Linked DNA regions of Gossypium hirsutum: region 2 is linked to region 1. Evidence: chromatin contacts called from public Hi-C data. All regions are on one chromosome and are shown on one strand. The core of a region is the stretch at or near the end of the contact, and the rest is flanking DNA. Distances in the headings are between cores, read along the strand shown.

Region 1 (5,616 bases), core at 49-2,548:
TTTGATTATGGTTCTTAATAAAATTGCATAGATATATTCCCTGTACTAGCTGAAACTGGAATTATTGTTGTTTTCCCTCATTTGAACTGTAGTTGACATACATACATATCTTTTAATGTTTGGCAGGTGGGAGTGGTGAAAGCTAATAATCCAGCTTTCAGAGTGTTGTCAACTGAGGAAATTGATGAACATCTGACAGCTATTAGTGAGCGCGACTAGTGAGCATGGACCAATATTAGCTGCTGCAAAAACCTTTCTATTATTTAAAACAACATACATGCTTTAGTTGATCATGATGTTTGAGAGGGATTGAAAGAGGGTTAGAAGAGCTTACATTTATGTTGCCTCCTATTACTGCTCGAAACTTTATAATTAAATTCATGTTATTTCTGAATTGACTTCCTCCAAGATGAAGCAGCTTGCAGGTGCATTTAGATTATAATTGTCTAAAATTGTTGAAAGTCTGCAAATTGCTATTATAGTTTGTCCAGTTAACATGTCCTATGATGAGTTTGATGGGGCCTAATCATATAAGGTCAAGTGCTGTGGTCCATGGTGGTGGGTCTTTGGTTTTTCGTCTCATCTTTCATGACAGCAAACATGTTGCAATGCAATTATCTCTTGGTCTGGATAATACGCAAAAGTAAAATAATATTTCAGATAAAAAGGTAAAGGGTTTAAAAACAAACGCAAAATAGAACAAGAAATGGATAACAATATCCGTATCTATCATAAAAAACATATGCCACCAAACAATGAGGCATCAATTGTAGTTATCTGGTCCCTACAACAAAATGAAGAAAAGATTCCCCTTGCCGGTGAAGGTGTGAAAGAGGAGTCCTCTCATAAGGAAGCTGCCACTGCCACACCTCTTTACCAGTTTTGGCCTTGCCTTTGTCCGTATAGAAGAAGAGTGAGCAAATCTTGCACATGGTTCATTTGCCTTGCACCATTGTCTTTTTCTGACGTTGAATGAAGTCTGATACCGCTCTCTTTTAGCATGAAAAAGAGTAGACATACGAATTCTTAATTAAACTTAGCTAAACCTTTGCAGCATGGTTGGAGAAAAAGAACGTCATAAGCTTTGGCCGTCACAGACAATAAAGCCTCCTCCTTTAGCTGTTCTGATTCCAACCCAAGCTAAGTCTCTTCCTTTTCTGTGCAGTCTTTTGATCGAGCTGTCCCTGGTTTCAGCACAAAATACACCATTTTTATCTACAAAATCCTTTCAATAATCCTTCTCCCAAGTTTAGTCACCCTCTACTAGAAGAAACAAACAAAGTGTCTAAAAGATAAAAAATAATACCTTAGCAAGCTTACCTGCAACAAGTATTTTGGATGCCAGTGGCACTTCCAAGTAGGTGAGGAGATATAGGCAAGATGAAGACGATTTGAAGTACCGAGTTCATCAGAAAAACCCATGAAAAAGACCCAACAACTTCTGAAGGGAACTGAAAAATGCTGCTACAAAGATGTTTGTTTGAGAGAAATCTCTGATAGTGAGATATGATGATTGTGAACTATTCTAAATGCTATGATTTGAATTTTCTGCTGGATTAATAAGAAGAGTAGTTGGAATTGTGTATAGGACTTCCACTACCCTCCAATTATCAAGGACCAGATGTCCGCTGAAATGGAAGAAGATAAGAAAAAGACCCATAGTTGTAATATTTATAACCAAAAGATTAAAACCCGGATTTTGAACATCATTATAGTAATGGACAGTTTCATTGATTAAAAGCTTCATATTAGATCAGCATTGCGGGATTATATGGGAATACATTTACTGCCATTACAGTAGAAACCTCAAATATGGTTCTATATTTTCTTTTAAGCTGGCCTCAGTTTCATAAGATTTGGAGCAATGCATTGAAGAGTAGTATCTCAACGCTGAACCTGAACATATTCATATACGGTCAGTTAATGTAACTTTTATGATCGTGGTTATGAATTTTATACGGAAAAAAGTTTCATCTTGATTAGGTTTTTGATTTAAAAGTATATTGTTGCTGTGGTCACATCTGGCTGTCTGGTGGCAGCAATTTTAGCAGCCGCAGGTTTTCATTTGAATCCCAAAGTCTCAATCACTTGGAGTTTTATCAACCATGCCAAAATCCACAATACTTGGATCTATAATGGGTTTAATTTATCCTCATCTCATTTAGGTTAATGAGTTTTTATTATTTTAGTTTATGTTGGAATATATTTCATAGTAATTTTGATAATTTCTGATTTATCTGTGGGACAGCCACAAGCATGGCAAATGGAAATTGGCAACCATTTTATTCTTTCGCTTAAATTTCATTTGTCTGTTTTTTTTTTTTTATCACATCTCCATGACACAATCTTTTTTAACTTACCTGTTCCTCTCCCTTCACAATATAAGAGTTACACAGAACACAAAACAGAAAACATTAAACATAGTCTAGAAAACATAGAAATAAGAACAGATCAAAAAACGAAGGAATATTCAATGTTTGTTCCCTGCAATGGCGGTTTCAAGCATAGACACTCAAAACCCACCCAGCAAAGCGACAGCTCCGATCGAAATTCACTGCGTTAAATGTGAGTCCTGCGGCTTCACAGAGGAGTGCACCCTTGCATATATACTGCGTGTCCGGGAACGTTACCAGGGCCGTTGGATTTGTGGGCTGTGCATCGAGGCCGTCAAGGATGAGGCTCTGAGATCGGATACGCTTATTTCCACCGAGGAAGCACTGGACCGACACATCAAATTCTGCAATCAGTTCAAGGCGAATAGTCCTTTAGATGAAACGGAGCACCCTATCTCGGCCATAGGGAGGATTCTTCGTCGAAGCCTGGATTCACCCCGGTCTCTTAGGTCTAACTCAAGTGGAGTCTTGCCAGGATTTGAAGAAGTCACTCAAGGCTCCATCTCTTCATCCGTATGAGAGCTGTTTCTCACCTCTTTCCGGCTTGATTATTCTTCCCAAGTTTTACGGTTACTTGGTCAGTGCATGGAAAATAGAGGAATTCTGTTTCAATATCAGATTGTTAATAATTATATATGTCTTAATTGCTGTAATGTTTTGGAATCTGAATTTAATGAACCTTGTAGTGTAAACAGCATGTATATCTGATGAACAGCTTCGGCTTTCAAAGTTTCTAAGATTTAGAGTATCTGAGTATGTTCTCTGTGATGAGCACAATCCCAGCATATTATAATCTTTACAGCATGTGTTATATATTATGACTTGGAACAGCCCAGATTAGCCAGCTGCCACTCTAGCTGCTGTGCAGTCTCAATTAGCAAGATGTACAACATAAATATCTTGGTTTTTCTTTTTGGAACTTTCCCAACCCATAAAAAAAGAAAAGAAAAGAAATTCCGACATTTTTGAAGAATCTAATTGCCCCAAGACCAAGGGGGTTGTGGCAAAAGAACATTGCTCCGAGTCACTGCTGTTTTTGACTTAGAATTCCCCTGGATTCATGGGTCAAGCAAGGTCGTTTCTGGCACTTTTTCAGTAGTAGTTTCACCTAACCTATAATAAATTTAGCCTTCATTCTAGCTTGGGGGAACTGGGACACCAGACCTAGAGCTTTGAGAATCCTTTTCTTAATAAACTTTCCTTCTAATGTAGTTGCATTCCAAGTGTGGCGATTTTTATTTAAGTGAGCCCACACTGAATGCAATGGGGATGGGATGAGCAGCATAGATTCAATAATATCATAAAATATCTTGTCAAGTTGGACTAAGAGCAAAATCACTGTCATCACCAAATTTATACACAACATTTTATATGCTCTTAATTCCAGAAGCTCCAAGCATTTGCTTTATGGATCTATCAATGGTAAGCTTTGTCCTAATTGGATTTGGTGAGATTCTCTACATATAGTGAGTTCTCCTAAAGACCACTTTCTTCCACAGCTTGCTCAAGCAACTTAAACCCCTATGCTTCTATCATGGATCATTCCAACAGCTTCAATGCATGCCTCAAAAACATGCCAATTCTTTGGCGAAAGTTTATCCCTTGTGCCAAGGGCAGTTTCATAAGTCATTCTGGACATTGCATTTTGTCCCCTTTGCTCAAAAAATAGATAAATTAGTCTTTATAAATTAAAATTAATTTTTTTAAAAATTTTATTTATTTCTATTATTAAAAATTGGTGACAGTTATACGTGGGTGTACTTTATGCTAATATATAAAAACTAATCTTTAACTAAATAAAATTTTTAATAAATGAAAATTTTATTCATAAACCAACTATTTATTCATAAAATTAATTTGCCCCTTTGCCTCTCCCAAAGTCTATCACTATAGCAATCATCAGACAAACAGTTCCTTTGATGAAACCTCTTGTTTCACACTCCAGCGAATTAGATTTGTGTTTCTCCAATTCATATCTTTTACTCTGGAGTTCCTTAGTGTGGGCTTTTCATCTATATCAGTTATTTTATCATAGTTGTGCAAAATTTAGCTTTTGGGGGTTTGCTTTGTTGGCTATATGGTCGGTTGCATTCTTGTTTATCTATTGGCCCATTGGGAAATACTTAGCGGATTACTTCGTTTGTTTATTGAAAATGCCTTGCATTTATTGAAAATTTCACCGACTCTTGCTGACCTGAGGTTACTTTGTTGCCAGTAGAGTGTAGAGCTCTTGATCGATGTTCTAGCTGTGCTGCTTTTGTTGTTAGGGATGCAGGTTAGGTAGTTAATAATAGTGTGTTAGATTCAAATTATTTTGAATTTGATATATCATGGGCTTGAATTAGTTCAAGTTCGATTATTTTCAAGTTTGAATTTTTTTGGGCTCAAAATTTTTTTAGGTATTTCAAATTTTTATGTCTAAAATCATCTTGAATTTAAACAAATGAACGTCTAAATTTATTTGAATCTGGACACTTATTTATATAGTTCATTTTAGTTGTAGTTCAAAATATTATAAAAATTTATAAAATTATTAAACTTTTGTAAAAAATATATAGAATTATAAACTTATAAACAGTGATTAGAAAATTATAATAATTATCGATAAATAATAAAAAATTCTAGCAAACTACAATACTCATAAAACGTTAATATATATATATATATATATTACTCCATTTTGCTTTGTTATAGAATTTTTGGAACCAGCTAAAAATAAACATTAAAACCATGTTATTTGCTCATTTTTGTAATTCAAGCAATTTTGTATTAAAATGTCTCAAAGTAATAAAAAAAATTTATTTTAATTGGTTTTCGTGTTTTCATACGAATTATGGGTATAATGAGTATCTATAAATTGATTTTTCATTAATTGAAAGTTTAACAAATTCTATAGATAAATTCTTTTAGATTTAATTTGATTTCATATCATTAATTTATTATATTACATCATTAAATATTTTATATAATCATTTAATTTAAATTTTTTAATTTTGAATAATTATTCACTTTTAATATTATTATACATATATAAAAATTACATTAAAAAATATTCTGTATTCATAATTCATGTTTTTAATATTTATTTTAATTTATAGTTTAACATTTTTAATTATAAAATTTTAATATAATTATATAATATTTAAAATATATATTTCATAAATTAAATATTTTTCAACTTTCATTTATATTTTATATTATTTTAAATATCATCATATAATTA
Region 2 (5,668 bases), core at 1,868-4,367, 540 kb before region 1:
GAAAGATTTTAACTTGAATACTAACTTAAAAAATTAATAACAAATGAAAAGTTATGTTTTTTTTTTAAGTTAGTATTCCACACAATTATGTATACATCTTTAAACATATTATTTTATTATTAAATTAAATTAAACTATTGTGAAAATATGTTTTATGTGTGTTTGAAATTTTCATTTCTCAGTATGGAGAGGAAATTTGAAATGAACTTTTTGACTATTTAAAGTTGAAATTGGAGTTTCACAAGGGAAAGGATGTATCACCAAACCTACTCCTATAATCTGCTTGACTTGTGTACGTGGACTACACTACATACAACTATGCCCCGTTATATCATATCATAATCTTCACTTGTTGTGTTTGCGCGTTCGAAGTCTTGTGTTTGTTGAGATTTTATTATAATCGAAGATGCTTTTGTTGAATGAAAAAAAAAAAAAGATTGAAAATCATACAGGATCACAATTTCGTAGGTATTCCATTGCCATGCGTTTGGCATGGTAAAAGCTTCTTCAAATTCGTATAATATCAGGACCCAACACTTCATTCATGAACATGAAATGAATTTATTTACTCATTCCCTATACAAAAGAAAACATTATATGTCCAACTAAGAAAAAGGCTGTGAACATATCTCTGGTTTTCAGATTTCAAACTTCCAATCAAACAACAGGGCCGAAAAGGGATTATGATGCAAAGGGCAAATCAATAAAGCAGCATACTTGTTGATAACGATATGACTGTGATTTGATATTGAAATTTCAACACTATCCAATCCCCCATTCACATTAGTACTGATTCCAGTTTCTTCATCTTTTTTATACTTCAACACCCAATTTCATACTTCACCTTCCATCGTGCAGACGATGGACAAAGCTTTGATCCAAAAGTCATATCAACTAAAAAAATCAATAGAATAATAATTACATTTATCTAATAATGAAATATTGATTGAGAGTTAGGATCTAAGAGCCGATACCTAGAAACCAATAGACAGCTGAGGAAAAAACAAAAACAGGCTTAAAACCTGCTAAAAAAGGTCTAGGAGGCTTAATAAATAAGCCTCAAAAAAGGTGAAAATTTTCAACTCGGCTGGGACTACTACGGAGATTGAGCAGCCAAACCGAGCCATGACTTGTCGTCGCCTGGCTTGGATGAAGATGCTGTGGAGTTACTTATCTCGTATGGTGCCCTCGTGGTCATCCTGTAAAGTGATCATACAAGGATATGAAAACATCAATAAGTTGTCTAATTAGAGAAGGGAACATTAACTTGGTTCTGTAAAAACTGCATTATGTTATTATCCTGATGAATACAACAATTTATGGGAAGACTCAAATCCTAAAGTCACCAAGATGTAACACTCACACCCTCCCCCCTTTTTTCTATCAAATTTTCTAATATGACTATGAAAAGAATAAAAGAATAGTAGGATACATGAATCAAAACAATCAAGGACACAAAAATTGACTCAAATCACTAGGTCAAAACAAATTACAAAAGGTTTTCTCTCAAAGTATAATTTTTCCATTATTTGATCTCTAGATGCCTACCTATCCTTTCTCTTCTCAAGGAACCGGTGGAGTGAAGCTCTCCTTGCAATTGGTAGATCTGCAAAAAATAGACACCAACTAATAAGAACCCTGAATACAACATGAAAATACCAAACCATAATTCCATCTTCAATAAGGCTTACCGCCGGGAATGGATCGCTGAGCAGATCGTATGCATTCTTGAGTTACCGTGGTGCTGAAATTAGGGGTAGGAGGAACCCCGATACCGGACTCAATTGGACTTGTTGCTATGGTAGAAGTAAAGGGGGCATTGATGTGGGGAGGATTGGTGTTGAAGCTATTGCTTTGAGAGCTGCCTTTGCCAGCTAAAAGCATGATCTCCTTAGCTTTGTCGGCCGGGAAATCGTTGAACACAATCACTTGTCCACCATAAAAGATGGTCATCTGTGCAGTTTGAGGCTCCACTGAAGAACCCAATTTGTTCATGGTGCTTTTCAGAGCATCATCTTTAGGTGATGAAAAAGCAGCTTGATTAGGGAACAAATCCATGGATCTCAGTTTCCGAGGAGGAGGCGCCGCAAGGCAATCATCACCGGATTTCTCATTGACAGGAAACAAATTCATGGTGGGACGCAGCATCTCGGGAGTCTCTGCAACATATCCATAAATAAAACGATACATTAGGCGTTTATGTTTCTGAAACTACCTTCTTTACTAGTTGTATGCTTTCATAATAGAATTACTGGGGCTATTTATAATGGAAAAAGAATAGGGCATTTTAGCAACAGAATATAAAATTGAGGGGATAAATATCGCAATAGAGTTTTGTTGCAAACATGATGATTCAAATCCCCTATACGCACATGGTTAATTTCTTTTCCTGGACTATTTTCAGGGGAGACCGAGAGAATAAAGGCCATGTTTTTTTGACTGTTTTGAACAATAAAATATGAATATGTCAATTTGTAATTTCTGATTTTCAGATCTGAATATTAAAACCATTTTTTTATTTTTTTATTTAAAAAAAAAGAGAGATTAGAGCTTGAAGATTGATTCAATTAAACCGCTTTAAAACGGGCAATTAATCCAAAACTAAAAAATTTAACCCAAAAAACAAAGAACTAAAGAACATACCATTAGCTTCATCGTTGCATGTCATACCCAGACTTAGATCTCCAAAGCTACCTTTCTCCTTCAAGTACTGACTCAACAAGTTACAAGTTTGGGTAAAGCTTGTCTTCTCCGGTGACCTCGTCGGTTTCTGAACCAAAAATTCCGGTGAACACGACATATTCATAGAAACCAGAATCCCAGCTATTTACCCCTTCTGCTCTTTTTTTTTTGGGGGGGGGGGTGGGGTGGGGTGGGGTTCTTTTCTCAGAGAATGATCTTTAAAACTTTACTTACAGCTAAACTAAGGATATGTTCGAAAATTATGATGTTAGGCTAAGCAAAGAGATTTTATTTATAAAAGAGGAAAGAAACTGGCTTTGTTTTTAATCTCAGAAAAAAACAAAGCTCGTAGAGGAAGGTGGGTTAAAAAGCACGAGGAATAAATGAGGTTTTTTTCTAAGCTTGAAAAAAGAAAAAAAGAGATTTTGGGGTGCAGCCCTACAGGTTCCTAACTCGTGAGGGGTGCTTCACTATTATATCGTCTCGTCTCCTTTGATTGGGATTTTCAACACGTGTTCTTTTGTTTTTTATTTTCTGTATCTGTGTCGACGGCGATGTTTTATCAGTTTATTTTTTTATATTTCAATATTGATAAAAGTATCTTCGAAATTCCTTGATTATGGAGATTTAATTAAATTATTATTAAAACAATTATAACTCATTTCACTTGAATTAAAAAAAAATAAAATATGGGGCTATTTTTGTTTACCCAATTACTTTTTTTTTATTAAACACTAGGAATTATAAAGTTGCATATTTGGAGCATATAAATTCTAAATTTCATACCAACTTTGACAGCAAAACTCAATTAGTCTTTGAGATTAGGTTGAAAATAATTTTTTTTTGTCATAACTGGTGTCTAAGTTTTTTTTTCTCTTTGATATTTTGTTTGTTTAACCTTAATTAAAAATGGTTGTATGACAAAAATATTATTATTTATATATTTATAATATATTTTCCTTCCTTTTTCCTCTCATTTTAGATGTTTTATACAAATAAAAATATTTTGAACTTTATGATTTTGATTAAAGTTTTCAAAAGTTTATTAGTGCAGTCAATGTACGGAGCCACACCCAAAGTCATCGTAGGAAACATCATATTTTTATAAGTAATTAAATTTTAATATTATTTTTATAAAGAAACGATAGAATATTTTCCTGAAAACCTCTAGCATTTACTTTTTACTTAAATAAGCACAAAGGTAGTTGGCAAAAAATAAAAAAGCAAAAGAGTAAACGTTATTTCCTCAAAATAAAAAAAAATAAATTGAATTCAGAGTGAGAGGTGTCTGATTTTTTTTGGTTAGAAAAATTGAAAGTTTGATTTTACTGATGAGTAGTTTTCTCAAGTTACAATTTACTTAATTATAAGCATTAAGTTAAACATAAAAATTTAAACAGATGTTTAAAGTGAAAAAAGGGTAGTTTTGTAAAACAAGTCAGCTTAAATATAAAAATTTAAAATGAGTGCATAATCCTCATTTTCTGTGGGCGCCACAAACACCGCCTTCTCTTCTCTTGCCTTCCTTGAATCTCAAAAGAGGCAACCGCACGTTGCTTTCTCCAATAATAATTGCACATGTGCCAATCCACATGCCCCTTTCCCCAATAGGAGCCTGCAAACTTTGGATGCCTCCTGCGCCAAATATCCCTACACCATTTTTATTCTTATTTACATTAATTTACTATTAGTATATTTAAGTTTTGAGCACTTAATTTTAAAATAATTATAAAATAGTCATTAGATTATTTAAAATTTTCATTTCAGTCACCAAACTGTTAAAATCATTATTGTATAGCTTTTTTTTTCATACTATTTACACCAATTGAAAGTTATAGCTTTCTTTTTTCATACCACTTACACCAATTGAAAGTTTTCTTTCTCATTCTTTTCTATGAAACAACTTTAAACATAAGTCCTAATAGTTTTTTGCTCTAATCTTCGACATTGACTGTTAGATCAACTTATATCTAAGGTATATTCTTTCATTCGTCGATGAGTATTAATTGTCGAAACATTGCTTAGAGCTCACTAGCCGAACTTTAAAAAAAAAACTTAACAATCTAGCAACTTAAATAAAACTTTCAAATAGCCCAATGACTTGAATGAAAATTTTCGAATAGTCCAGTGACCATTTCGTAACCTTTTAAAGTTGAATAAGTAAAATGTAAATAGTTTCCAAGCAGCTTCATATCATGAGCGAAAAAGGGTTATTTTAAAATAACATATAATATTTAATGAAATTGGCAGTATTTTTAAATAATATATCAAATTTCGGAATAAAAAAATAAGAAGAACCAAATTTTAAAGAGTACAAGGAGTGAAAGCAAAATTAGACCACAAAAAAAGAGGAAAGACAGAGTCAAAGTAATGTGAGAAACGCGGAGGAAGATAAGGTTGGTGGTGGGTGCACACGCACCGCACACCTCTTAAAGTTAAACGTGGCAGATATTGAGAGGGGGATTGAAGAGAACATTTTTCTCGTGAGGGTGACATGAGAATTGCCGCCTTTTTTTTTCTTTTTTTATTATTATGTATTTTTCTCCGGCAGTGGTGGGTCCCCTGTTTTTGCATGAGGTTGAGTTGAATTTCCTAAAAATAATATTTTTATTTTGGAAAAGAGTCACGGGCGAGCCGACAGGTGAGGGTGAGGAGGTGTAAAAAGGGAGCACGTGATTGGTGTGTGGGTTGGGGTTCTTACTGATGAAACACCCTTCTATTTGGGGGAAATTACGGCACCACACCTAAACGAATCTTTTTTGGGTTGGGGTATTGAGGGAACAGTCCATTCTCATGAAAAAAGCGTGACCCCTCCCACTTTCTATACACGTATCACTTCCTTTTTCACATCATAGTTGTTGTATTTATGACTCTTTCATATAAAATTTAAAACTATTTTAAGTAATTAAAATACATTTTTGTAAAATATTATTTGAATATTTTAGATATTAAAATATAACTATTACCAATTTTAGGAAAACAATTA

What was found. A called contact is a pair of places that touch in the nucleus more often than the background predicts.
Region 2: a contact with region 1 is called in a Hi-C map of leaf, with 2.3 times the contacts expected there. The contact joins the promoter of LOC107951092 here to the promoter of LOC107951082 in region 1. A contact is called at or near these places in 2 of 34 Hi-C or Micro-C datasets (callus and leaf).

What each region holds. Positions count from the first base shown.
Region 1 is chrA06:20,679,870-20,685,485 of Gossypium_hirsutum_v2.1, reverse strand. It overlaps LOC107951082, which reads left to right and starts at 1,298. Exons shown (of 1, transcript XM_016885992.2): 1 at 1,298-3,130. The coding sequence starts at 2,490. The coding sequence ends at 2,912. LOC107951081 (proteasome subunit alpha type-6) reads left to right here. Exons shown (of 9, transcript XM_041115306.1): 9 at 127-394. The coding sequence ends at 219.
Region 2 is chrA06:21,225,510-21,231,177 of Gossypium_hirsutum_v2.1, reverse strand. It overlaps LOC107951092 (protein TIFY 10A), which reads right to left and starts at 3,117. Exons shown (of 5, transcript XR_001698316.2): 1 at 2,644-3,117; 2 at 1,692-2,159; 3 at 1,549-1,606; 4 at 975-1,199; 5 at 466-894.